2 separate regions of the Mus musculus genome follow, and region 2 is linked to region 1. Evidence: chromatin contacts called from public HiChIP or PLAC-seq data. All regions are on one chromosome and are shown on one strand. The core of a region is the stretch at or near the end of the contact, and the rest is flanking DNA. Distances in the headings are between cores, read along the strand shown. Region 1 overlaps Ankrd13a (ankyrin repeat domain 13a). Region 2 overlaps Msi1 (musashi RNA-binding protein 1).

Region 1 (6,464 bases), core at 2,058-4,557:
CTGCCTCTCGACACTGAAGTTAAAGGTGTGCGCTCCCATATCTAGCTGCATGCTACATTTGAACCAGTAAAATATATTTGTATTTTATTCTTCGTCTGTTTGATATTTGGTCTGGGCGGTTACTGTAAGTATTCAGTTCTTCATCCCTCTTATTTTGAAGATTGGCTAGTTCCCTGCTCACTCATTACTGAACACCAGTTGTCTGTCACACGTGAAATGCCACCTTCTGTCCCATATAGCTTGGCATTCCCTTTGTGATTGGGCATGGTTCTATAGTGAAGGGAGATGCCACAGTGCTCACCCGTGTGCCTAGTAGATCATTTACATTAACGCCATAGCAGTGCTCTGTAAAGGTCACAGGTGAAATGCATTGCTAATAAAGAAGAAGTATTGGGTTTAAAATCTCCATTTTGGGGAAGATGCTCCAGGGTCTCTGGTGAGTCGAAGAGTGCTGACCAGAGGAGCTCTGTGCAAGCAGAGTCAGTCAGTAATTGGTAACCTCAGAGGTGAGGCTCAGTGGGGGTGGAGGAGGGGAGGGGAGGGGAGGCCTCCATGTAGCCAGCTGCCTCACACTGGTCCTCTCCCTAACAGACAACTGGGCGGAGCTGATGGAGGTCAACCACGATGACCGCGTGGTCACCACCGAACACTTCGATCTTTCCCAAGAAATGGAGCGCCTCACCCTGGACCTGATGAAGCCAAAAAGCAGGGAGGTGGAGAGGCGGCTGACAAGCCCAGTCATCAACACCAGCCTGGATACTAAGAACGTTGCCTTTGAGAGGTACGGACTGGATTCCGGGCCACCATCTCGTCTGGGGACTGCTTTCATAAACGACAGGGTTGCAGTGATCGGAAGTTATAGCTGGGTTGGGACTTCTCTAATACGGCGTAATGCTAGTCGGTTTTAAGAGTGATCTCCAGGGCTAATCAAATAGGCATCATAATTGATGTGCTGTGCACGGCATCTCTGTGGCACAGTGTCTTAAGTCTCATCCCTGCGTGCTTCTGTGGGCCCCTTCTTCTGGGCTCCCTGGGTCTTTTTATGTTTTGATAGTTTTGGATGCACAACATTCCTTCATCCCAAAATGTGGAACGTTGAGTTTCCTGATGCTAGAGTTGACTGGAATTGTGCTGATGCTAGGCAGTCAGATTTATACTTAACGTAACGTATTGTCGCCCCAACCCCGCCTGTGAGGCAACAGTGGGGAAGAAGCACCTGAAGGCTGCTTAGTTCTTTCCAGGTCCTAGGAGGCGCTGGGAGCTCTCCGGAGAGCTCTCTATCCCAATGAGATGCCATCCGTAGGCGTCCACTGACACAGCCATCCTGTGCGATGTGCTGGGCAGGGCAGGGCAGGGGCACCCTGAGCAGGAAGGAAGTAGAACCTGCTATCTCTCTCTCTCTCTACCATGGAGCTCAGTGAACCGAGGGTATCTGCAGCATCTCTAGAGTTGGCCTAGGATGTCACGTCTGCTGCCTGTGAGTCAGTGTAGCCTGAGCTCATCTGGTCCTTGTTCCTGGATCCAGGCCTTCTTCTCTCCACGAGTGTGCTAGCTGATTGATCTCTTTAACCTTGTTTTCACCAATAAAATTGGTGAAGAAAACTCAGAGACAGCTCTGTAGTCAATTCTAAAACATAATGGCCCTTTTCTTTTTGGTCAGGAAAGCCACAAAGGCAGGTGTCTGACAGGGACTGGGACATGCAGCCCCTGTCACATCTTGGGGCTGTTTCTGCTTCAGAAGTAGGAATAGGAACTGGATTCTGAAGGAAGTCCTCTTTCCAGCCTACTGGCTAGGGACACTGAGGCTTAGGGGCCAGTCATGGGGTCCTCTGGAGGCTCTTGGCCTGATGGCCTTAGGTTTCAGCATGAGCCTCACAGGCAGGGCGGGCCCTCAGAGGCTCTAGACTAGAGGAGGTGCTGGGTCACTCCTCGGGCATTGTTAGAGCCATTGTTTGCTGTGAAGTGGAGCCTATCCAGGGTGTGTGGCAACTCCTGGCCTTAGTCCACCAAGTGCAGATGGGAAACAAGAGTGTGGCCCTGTGTACCGAGGACGGAGGTACATTGTGTATTCTCGGGGTCACAGGGTTTTCAGACAGCCAGCTCCAGCTGGTTTTCCTGAAGCTGACAGTAGGCCGAGGCGAGGGTGCTGAAAGACAGCTGGTTTTTTTTTTTGGTTTTTTTGTTTTTTTTTTTGTTTTTTTTTGCTTTGTTTTAATGATGTTCATATGTGATCAGTGAACGTTGGAATAAGTAGAGATTGGAGCCGCTCCTGAGTGCGAGGTTTGCAGATTCAAAGACACATGAATGATCAGTTCCAGCGGAGGCTCTCTCCGAGGTTCTTTGCCACATTGCAATGGTTACTGTCATCCTTTTCCCATGCCTATACGAGGAATTCAATGCTTATAAAGCACTACCCTCCCTGGTGAGTTTCAGGGGACGGTATGTAACTGGCCGTCCTTTTCCTGAATGATATGCAGCAAGAACAACATCCCTGCCACTTCAGAGCCGCCTTTAAACTTCATAATATTGAGTCACAGCCCCTGCTACGTGGCCTTTGGTGTGCTGGTCTCAGGTGGGACAGGCAGAAGGAAGCTGGGTGTCCTGTGGTCTTCAGATGCCTTGTGGTGCACACAGACCTGACAGAGGCTCAGGGAGTCACAGCTGGGTTTAACATAGTGAAGTCTGAGCTTCCCAGCTCAGATGCTGTCAGAGCGGGGCAGCCAAGAACAGCAGGAGCAGCGATGGCGATGTGTGAGAGCAAGTAACGACAGCCGAGGAGCGGGTATGTCTGCCTAGCACTAGTGCAGCATGGAACGGAGTTAACCCCGGGCGCATCTGGGGTTTTAGTCACTGGTGGCAGCAAGGGCTGTGACCTGCTAGTCAGGAGTGTAGTCCCGGTGCCCTGTTCTTGTTTGAACAGTGTAAGCTAGAGTAGCCAGCCTTTACCAGAGTCCTTTTAGGACTCTATCTCTTGCTGTGTGGGGTCATCTTCACCCAAGAGGAAAATTAACACCCATGGGTCTTCCTTTTATGATGGGTTCAAACCAATCTATAAAACTCAGTGTGTCGCCTGATTTGATTTACTAGAATCCCACTAGAAATTCCTTTCTATGGAATTTATGTTATGGAAATATAAATTTTACAAACTGCATTCTGCTCTTGTGAGCTGGCTAGCCTGCGACCATCCTCTGAGCTTCCTCTGTGACAAGACAGAGCAAAGGGCAGACGGATGGCAGCTCTCCACAGTGCCAGGAAAAGCTAGGGTGATGTCCTAGACAAAGGCCGGGCAGATGGGCTCCTCCCAGGGCAAGCTGCTCTGAAAAGCAGTCACACCCAGGAGTGGCAGGAAGCTCTTGCCTGTAACTCCAGCACTTGGAGGCAAGAGGCTTACAGGTTAGAGGCAGTCTGGCCCATATAGCAAGATCCCGTCTTTAAACAAAAACATAAAAGAAAACTAATCAGAACTTAGAGGCTGTCCTCTGATCCTGAATACACTTTCCCCTAGAAGTGTGTAGCCCTGATGAAATGGGTTTCTAAGCACATAGCCCATGCTACAGGTGTAGCTGCAACCCGGGCTGCCTCAAAAGTCACCCATCAGTGACTGAGTTGAAAAGCCACTCTTCATGTCCTTCCTCCTTGCTATGCCTGACAATGAACATGTGGTTCTCCGGCCATTTTGAAAGCTTTAATGACCTTCCCTAGCCTCTCAACATTGTTATGGGTTCTGACTCCACCTGCCTTTCTGCCAGAGGCGGGCAGGAAGCTGTGTGTTCACAGTTCTGAGAATTCCTGGATGGAGGAGAGGCTCTTGTGCCCTTGCCTGCAGTAGATGACCCAGATACATGCAAGCAAGACCTTGGACAAGGGCCATCTTCACTCATTTATTTAGGACAGCCGTCCAACAGATGTCATGACCTTTTGCCCCCTGTGCTGGCAGGTCCGAAACAGAAGCCAAGAGTGGATGCTCTCTTTGCCTGGAGTGCAGCACACTGATAACTGTGGGAGGGGGAGGGGATGTCTAAGCCATCTGTCACTGGTCGCATCGTTTTGTGGACAGTGGGACGACGATTTCCAAGTGTCCTTCACTAATGTCGGGGGCGGGGGTGGCCTGTAAGGGCTGCAGGGGTAACCTCTGTACATGTGGAAATTTTTGTGGTGTTCACTTTTGTCAGAACTAAATCCGGATTCTGGGGCTGGAGGACAGATAAAGCTGAAGTTGTCAATGGTTACGAAGCCAAGGTAAAAGCAAGCTCTTCAACTAAGATTCCCTTTAGCTTTTCAGCGGCTATGCAAATGAGGGGTCTGTTCTGATTGCTTCCCTGGTCTGCCGGACGGACGGACAGTCCCTGGGGAGGAAGTTCTAAGGCATCTCCTACCCCCTCTTTCATCTTACTGATTTTTTTCAGAAAATGGGACAGCATGCTCTGAGCAGGTCCGTAGCTTTATGGCTGTTCAGAAATGAGATGAGAGACGTTCTTTTGGTTCTTTAAAAAAAACTTATTATTATTATATTTAGTCGGTTTTTCTCTTTTAAAGAAGATATATAGTAGATAGCTTCTGTGATCCTTTGTTATTTAAGCTTTAGGTAATTTCTTTAGCTGACTCTAAGCCTTGGCTCCAAAACAAAACAAAACAAAACAAAAAAAAAACAAAAAAAAACAAAATAACCAAACCCAATCGCTGCAGCTGCTTCAATGCCTGGAAACCTTGCAGTAGCAATGGCAGTGTCTGTGGTATCATTTGGTATTTTGCCAGGGGACAGGCCGTTTGCTAGCCTTTCCTTAGTGTACAGCAGGGACGGAGGGAGTGTCTTCTGCTGGCCTCCATCACACTCAGCGAGACGCACTTAGAAACAGCTGCTGTGGTGCAGAGTGCGGTTTCTGCAGCTGTCAGCACACAGCCGACTGAGACCCCTCACACAGCCCTGATGGACAGCACAGTGCTCCCTCTGGCAACCAGAATCTCTTGTTGTTAGTAGAAAGCCAGCCGGTTTTCTCTGATCTCCCAGGCGGTCTAGAGAGCCGAGGTCTGGCTTAGTCAGTACTGTCAGGAGAGCACCGCAGATCACAGGAGACAGACAGGAGCAGGAGGAGCCCGGTGGACACCCTCCTATCTGCAAGACACCTGCCGAGCGAGTCCCTTTAGCTGGCGGGTGCAGAGTAACTGCTGAGCGCATCCCTGGGCGGGCGGGAGCTGTCTGAGGGGCTGAGGCTGGCTGTCGGCCAGTTCTCGCTTTGATTTTGCTTCAGCATTCTTGGTCTTGCGGTGCGTGTGTTGGCTTTCGGTCCCCCATGTCACAACTGTCTTTTGCACACAACCCTCAAGGTTTACTCGGTAAACAACGTGAGCGTGATAACCAGGATCCGCACCGAGCACCTAACGGAGGAGGAGAAGAAGCGATACAAAGGTAAGTCCCGCCCCGCCGCCACGCCTCCTCGCCGCCCCGCCCCGCCCCGCCCCGCCCCGCACTGATGGATTGATCCTGTGCACCAGCGGTGTTGATAGTGCTGTAGTTTCTTTAGGGTAAATGTGTTGGGTTTGGACATGCGAATCCTAACTTTCCTTTGTAAAAATTTCCTTAGTTTGACTCGTTTGTGGGCTTTTCCATGGTTGGTTTCAATTGTAATTAAAGCCACTCGTGAGGGCTTACTTAGGTGCTGTGGCGGTAGCTGTTGGTAGCAGAGGACAGTGAGAAGAACTGGGACTCTTGTCCTTAGGATGGGTGACTTTGCGGCCATTATAGTGACAAGATTTCTGTGGAACTCAGGCTTTGGGCAGAATCTCCTTGGATCTGTGATTGCTATACCGGCTCTGCCAGCTCTGTGCACAGCCTTGGGACGCTGTCTCTGCAGTAAGGCTCTTTCCTGTGTAGTAAAATGGAGTTGGTGCTGAGCCATTCTTCTGGCCACTGAGAGGAGTATGAGTCGTCGCCACGTGCAAACATTTAAACAGTGCAGACAGTTACAGTTGGCCAGCGGCTGCCTCTGCTTTGGGTGGGCAGGTGGCTGGCAGAATACGGCAGTGGGAACCAAGGAGGGAAGGGACCCAGACCCAGCTCCTCACTTCAAAGCTTGCCAGGTATTACAGTTGCTTTGCCTGAAATCTTGGTTCTTTTTTTTTTTCCATTTTCCTGATTGATCGCTCCATGGTGAGCGCTTAGATTATTAGGACAGTCCCTCCAGGTTAAAGCTCCTAATGAGAAATGCTAAAGAGAACCTCACCTTGGTGGGTGGTTTTTATCTCCCCACCTACAAATGGAATCCCTACTGTCAGTGGCTTGGATCAGGACCCGGGAATCGCAGTGAGGAGCCTGATTCCATTGCTCTTCCCCCCCTCCCCCCCAGAGGACCGGAATCCACTGGAGTCTCTGCTCGGAACCGTGGAACATCAGTTTGGTGCTCAAGGGGTGAGTTGATGACAGGGTATTTGGGGGAGCTTAATGATTAAGATTGCCCCTCTCCTGT
Region 2 (6,121 bases), core at 2,844-5,343, 650 kb after region 1:
TGTGACCACTCTCCAACTTGCTGTGCAACCTTGGGCACGTTAGTCTACCTCTCTGAGCCTCTGCCTGCTCTTCTGTAATTTGGGACCTGAAACCTTGACTCAGACAGTAGTTGGGTTGCTCTCTTAGGCTATGGGCAGAGCCTTTTATTAACTCTCAGACACTTGCCGCAAGAGATGAGCTGCGGTGTGTGCGCGCGTGTGCTCGTGCTTCTGACCTGGCCCCGCCCTTGTCCAACCTCTAGGGTTTGGATTTGTCACGTTTGAGAGCGAGGACATCGTAGAGAAAGTTTGTGAGATCCACTTCCATGAAATCAACAACAAAATGGTGAGCTGGGATCGGTCGGGGGTCGGAGGTCGGGGGTCGGGGAGGAGGTTGGGGGTCGGGGAGACCGGGACTCCAGGAGGAGGCAGTCAGGGAAGCTCTGGGGTTCTGTAAATAGGTAGAGGTGGGGCTCTCTCAGAAATCAGCAGTCTGTCATTCCGAACAGTTCAGAATAGGAAATGAATGCCTTGGGACGGTCCCTCTCAGAGCCCAAGTGTCCACTTTTATATGGGATTCCCTACCTTGGTGGCAATGGCGGGGTATGCCTTTCAGCCCAGCCTGGTCTGCAGAGTGAGTTCCAGGAGAGCCAGGGCTACACAGAGAAACCCTGTCTCAAAAAAAAAAAAAAAAAAAAAAAAAAAAGAAGAAGAAGAGGAAGAGGAAAGAAGGAAGGAAAAGGGAAAAGGCGAGGATGGAAAGATGGGAATCTCAGCTCCATGTCATGGAACATGCCTATAATCTCAGCTCTCTGGGCAGGAGGATTGCCACAAGTTCAAGGCCAGCCTGGTCTGTATAGCAAGTTGCAAGCTAGCTAAAGCTACACTAATAAGACCCTACCATAAGAAAATTAAAGTGAGTTAAAACTAAAAATAAGTCATGTAGGAATCGTAATGCATTCACGGTTGGTCCGGTGCGATCGTTCTGGTGACTGAGCTAGCATCTGTAAAGCCCTTCAGACATAGTGAGCGCTCTTTAAACGGTAGTTGAAGTAAGAATGAGGAGGCCTGCTGTAGCAGCCTCTGACCGTCAGCTTTCGTTGCAGGTGGAATGCAAGAAAGCCCAGCCAAAGGAGGTGATGTCCCCGACAGGCTCAGCCCGGGGCAGGTCTCGGGTCATGCCCTACGGAATGGATGCCTTCATGCTGGGTATTGGGATGCTGGGTACGTGCCAGGCCTACACCTGTGGCTTTTTTCTTGCCTAGTCTTGCCCCTGAGGCTTCTGGGGGGGTGGAGGGGGGCAGGCTGGGTGGGTGTGACTTCTCCTCGTGGTCTGCCCTTCTGTCTGAGTCAAGAGTAAAGGCAAAAACTGTGCTTCCAATCTGGCAGACCTGCCCGAAGTGGACAGATTGGTGTGGAACACTGCCCTCTTGTGGTGGTTCTGATATACTGCAGCCGCCCCATAGTATCTGGTCTCCTGACTACTTGGGGTATCTGTATCCATCCCGTGTTGAGCGCCTGATGCATGCTAGGAATTTCCAGCCATAATTTTCCTGAGTTCAGGATGAAGTATAGGCTACCAAGAGAGTGTGGGCAGAGATAATTGGACCAAGACTCTGGAGAACCAGGAAGCACACAAGAGTTACACTGAGCCTGTAGGTTGGGTCTGCGGGCAGTCGTGGGGAAGAAGGGAGAAGCGTACCAGACAGGGAGAGTAGCATTGACAGAGGTCCAGGGGCTTGAGGAAGGCTTGGTTGTCTCACGCAGCTAATTCTCGTGTTGTTATTGTTGTCTTTGTTGTGTTTTGTGTGAGGGGTAGGATCTGCTGTCACTGGGCTGTGGTTCACCTGAAAGACAGGAGTGTCTTCTATAGAGGGATTCGGGGCCATGGAGGTCCAAGGAGCCACCTAAACAACCACGGGAGGCTCCCTGGAGTAGGTGATGGGACTAGCCATGAGCCTTGAAATCAGCTAAGAGTCAGCTGTGCTTTGAAAAGCACCCAAGGGACTGGGACGATGGCTCAGTGGTTAAGAACACTAGCTGGTCTTTTGAAGGACCCAGGTTCAATTCCCCAGCACCCACATGGCACCTCAGAACAACCTGCAACCTTAGTTCTAGAGGATCTGGCTCCTATTCTGCATGGCATTGTGCACATTGCATAAAAATATTTTTTAATTAAAAGAAGGGGGCAGGAGAGATGACTCAGTGGTTAAGAGCACTGACTGCTCTTCCAGAGGTTTTTTTTTTGGTTTGTTTTGTTTTCTTTTTCTTTTTTTCTTTTTCTTTTTCTTGGTTTTTTGAGACAGGGTTTCTCTGTGTAGCCTTGGCTGTCCTGGAATTCACTCACTTTGTGGACCAGGCTGGCCTCGAACTCAGAAATCCACCTGCCTCTGCCTCCCAAGTGCTGGGTTGTTTTGTTTGTTTGTTTTTGAGACAGGGTTTCTCTGTGTAGCCCTGACTATCCTGGACTGGAACTCACTCTGTAGACCAGGCTGCCTTCGAACTCAGAGATCCGCCTGCCTCTGCCTCCCAAGTGCTGGGATTAAAGGTGTGTACGACCACTGCCTAGTGTCTTCTTCCAGAGAAGTTCTGAGTTCAATTCTCAGCAACCACATGGGGTGACTCACAACCATCTGTAATGGGATCTGTCGCCCTCTTCTGGCGAGCAGGTGTATGTGCAGATACTCATACATTAATTTTTGTTTGGTTGGGTTTTTGTTTGTTTGTTTGTTTTTTGTTTTTTGAGACAAGGTTTCTCTGTGCAGCCCTGGCTGTCCTGGAACTCACTCTGTAGACCAGGCTGGTCTAGAACTCAGAAATCCACCTGCCTCTGCCTCCCAAGTACACCACTATGCCCGGCCACATTAATTTTTTTTTTAAAAAAGGTGAATTTCACAAAAGTACCTAGATCATGAGGTGTTATATGTATGCTCAGTCCTTAGGGAGCACACATGAGAGGGCACTCGAGCACATACACACATACACACACACACATATATATATATACATACATACAGAGATACACATACATATACATACACACATAGAGACACACAGACACACACACATCATAATACAGGCACACAGACTCACACATACATATACACATACATACATATACACACATACTCACATGCATATGCACACACACACAGAGACACAGAGTAAACAGGCTGGAAAGCCAGCTCAGCAGTTAAAAGTCATAACTGCCTTTGTAGAGAACCCGGGTTTCACTCCCTGGACTCATGCCTGCCCACACCCACACGGCCAGTTCCAGGGAATCCCGCAGCTCCTCACTTTCCCCGTGCAGGCAATATGCATAGACCAGACATATACACAAACACATACATACAAATAATCAAGGGTGAAGACAAACATTGAGAAGATGAACATACGGCCAGGGGGAGTTAGTGGCTAGCCTGTTCCAGGACAAGGCTGGAGAGATGAAGAAGTGCTGAGCCATCTCTCCAGCCCAGTATGTGTGAGTTTTTCCTGAGTCTTTTGAGGAAAGGTCTTTTCCTTAAAACTGGTTTTTTTTTTTTAAAGACAGGATCTGTTGGTAACTGGGTAACCTGGAACTTGCTCTGTAGACCAGGCTGGCTTTAAGCTTACAGAGATCTGCCTGCCTCTGCCTCTCCCTTCAACTGCCATAATGTATTTTTTTAATCTTTATAATTGTGGGCACATACGGGGGGGGGGGGTGTTAGCGCATTATAGTTTTATATTGATGAAATATTTACATCTAATGTACTATTTCCTACTATTATTAGTTGACCGAAAAATTTTTTTGCTATTGCCAGCTTGTTTGTTTGTTTGTTTGTTTGTGACAGCGTCTCACTTTTTAGCCCTGGCTGTCCTGGGCCAGGCTGGCCTCAGATTTACAGAGGTCCACCTGCCTCTGTCTCTCAAGGGCTGGGATTAAAGGTATGTGGTATCATGCCTGGCTCTATTTTATTTTAATTTTTTTGAGACGGACCCATGTAGCCCAGGATAGTCTAGAACTGGTTCGTAACCAAGGATGACCTTGAACTCTCTACCTCGCTGAGGTGACCAGCTTAGGGTGTGTTGGAGGTGGAGCTCTCTCAAAGCAAGTCTTGGTCCTCCCCGGACCGTCTGGGGCTGGAATGAGGCGGTTCACTGCCTCTCTTTTGTTGTCTTCCCATCCAGCACTTTGAGAAACACCTTTGTCTGCGGTCAGTTGTTTTTGGCTTAAGTGATTTCGAACAGCTATAGAAAAAAGTAATAAATGGTGCAGTCAGTCGGGAGCTGCGGGGATGGCCCAGTGGGTAGAGCATCAGCTGCGCAGTCACGGGGAGTTCTTATCCACAGCGCTGTCGTGAAAGCATGCATCTGGAACCTAGTGCTGGGGCCTTCCTGGTCACACAGTGTAGACGGTGGGGAAGCTCTAGGCCCTGGGAGAGACCCAGCCTCAAAATAAAATAAGGCAGAGAGCAACAGGAAAGGACACTCGTGAGTTGCTGAGCCCTTGCATGCATACACACCCATGCACCACACATGCTGAGCCTGCAAGGGCTGGTGAGGGAGAACCAGGGAGCTAATCGGATCTGAACCGGAATTCCAGTGCTCCGTGAGCACTGACAGAAGGCTTTCTTCTTCTGGGTGATAGAATGCCCACCCTCAGAGGAATCGCGGGACGACGCAGGAGGAACTGTAGCCTCCGTGCAGAGAGAGGAGAGACCTGCCTGACACCAGCGTAACAAGGCCTCAGTGGTCTCGTGTGGGTGCCACGGGCAGAGATGGCATTGTGTGCAAGGGCCCTGGTCTGATCTCTGCAAACTCTTGAGAAACAGCAAGTCGGGGCGTAGAGGCAGGAAGAGAAAGCTGTGTGAGAGATCGGGAGCAGAAGAAGATGGGAGCCCGGGTGGGAAGAGTTGGGTAACAGGGTTGTGTTGTTCTTATCCAGTTTCAGCTCTCTGTGCCTCAGTTTCCGTGTGAGCCCCTCACCAGGCCTCCCTGATACAGCACTTGAGAGGTCTTGTAAGATGATAAACGCTGTGCCCAGCTTGGGGCTTGGTGCATAGAAGTCTACTGGAAACCTAAGGCTTATCTGTGACAAGCTAGCTGTAGGAAGACTATGAGCACCCTCAGATCCAAGCTGGCCTTGCCCCCCGCTGAGGGCAAGGTTTCTCACCCCGTCGCTTTGTCCCATCAGGTTACCCAGGGTTCCAAGCCACGACCTACGCCAGCCGGAGTTACACAGGCCTTGCCCCTGGTTACACCTACCAGTTCCCCGGTAAGTCCCCCTGGGTGTCTCTCCACATGTCCAGCATGTCCCCAGTTCCAGACAGTGTGACTCCTCCTCAGGGTGGCGGGCATCTAGAGTGCATGGCCGGATGCTTGGAAGGAAGGGCGTGTCCGAGGAGTCTCTTTCTCCCACCCCCTCCACCGAGAGTGTGGGGATCCTGGTGTAGCCCTGCATGGTACAGTTTTGCCCAGGCCATCCATTCTCTGCCTGTTTTCTGACTTTCTCCATCCCTGCCCGACTTAAAAATTGCCAGTCCCTCCAAAGACAGCCCTGGACTTGGGGTGGGGGTGGGGGCTTCTCCAAGGGCCATTGGGATTCACGTCCTCACAAAGGTACTTAAAGGTGCTGTACTGAGTCTTCACGGGGTACCGAGTGCTGTATAGAGCCTGAGAGCTTACCCGCTGAACCTTAAAGCTACAAAATAAAGATAACACTAGACCTATATTTTAAACAGAAATACAAAACCCTGGGCTGTCGTGTTAGTATTTAGCATTGTTTCCTGTTAAGTATCAAATCATTTCCAGACCCTTGGTTGGTTGTCTCTGTAGTGCTGGGAGTGGACTGGACCTCACACGTGCTCCGCCAGAGCCACGTCCCAAGTATTATTCATCTGTCGTTGAGGTAGAGCCTAGGCAGGCCTCAAGTTCACCATGTAGCCACCTACTCCTCCTCTTCTGTGCTGTGGCTGGTTACGGGCAGTGAACCCAGGGCCTCCGGGATGTTAAGCAAGGCCTCTACCACTGAGCTACACATCCCAGTCCGTTTGGGTCTTATTTCCTGGAGGGGTCCCTAAGCATTTACCTCCCCTGTCCTTGGGCTGTTTGTTTAGCTTGCAGTCCTTAGTACACACCACAGACACCTAGCCCTCTCGGGGAT

What was found. HiChIP or PLAC-seq counts read pairs in DNA pulled down with a chosen protein or histone mark.
Region 2: an H3K27ac HiChIP or PLAC-seq map of embryonic stem cells shows a contact between it and region 1, with 2.1 times the contacts expected there. The contact joins two enhancer-like sites.

Annotation. Positions count from the first base shown.
Region 1 is chr5:114,791,509-114,797,972 of GRCm38.p6, forward strand. It overlaps Ankrd13a (ankyrin repeat domain 13a), which reads left to right. Exons shown (of 15, transcript NM_026718.2): 6 at 592-781; 7 at 4,173-4,239; 8 at 5,326-5,407; 9 at 6,345-6,406. Among named protein-coding and RNA genes, the nearest start is that of 1500011B03Rik, 19 kb to the right of the region's middle. Within about 2 kb of position 3,308, at least 44 of the 459 cell types and tissues checked have an H3K27ac peak or open chromatin away from gene starts, as enhancers often do. A contact at or near this core is called in embryonic stem cells, where this site is marked.
Region 2 is chr5:115,440,243-115,446,363 of GRCm38.p6, forward strand. It overlaps Msi1 (musashi RNA-binding protein 1), which reads left to right. Exons shown (of 15, transcript NM_008629.2): 8 at 243-325; 9 at 1,086-1,203; 10 at 5,153-5,233. Among named protein-coding and RNA genes, the nearest start is that of Msi1, 14 kb to the left of the region's middle. Within about 2 kb of position 4,094, at least 8 of the 459 cell types and tissues checked have an H3K27ac peak or open chromatin away from gene starts, as enhancers often do. A contact at or near this core is called in embryonic stem cells, where this site is marked.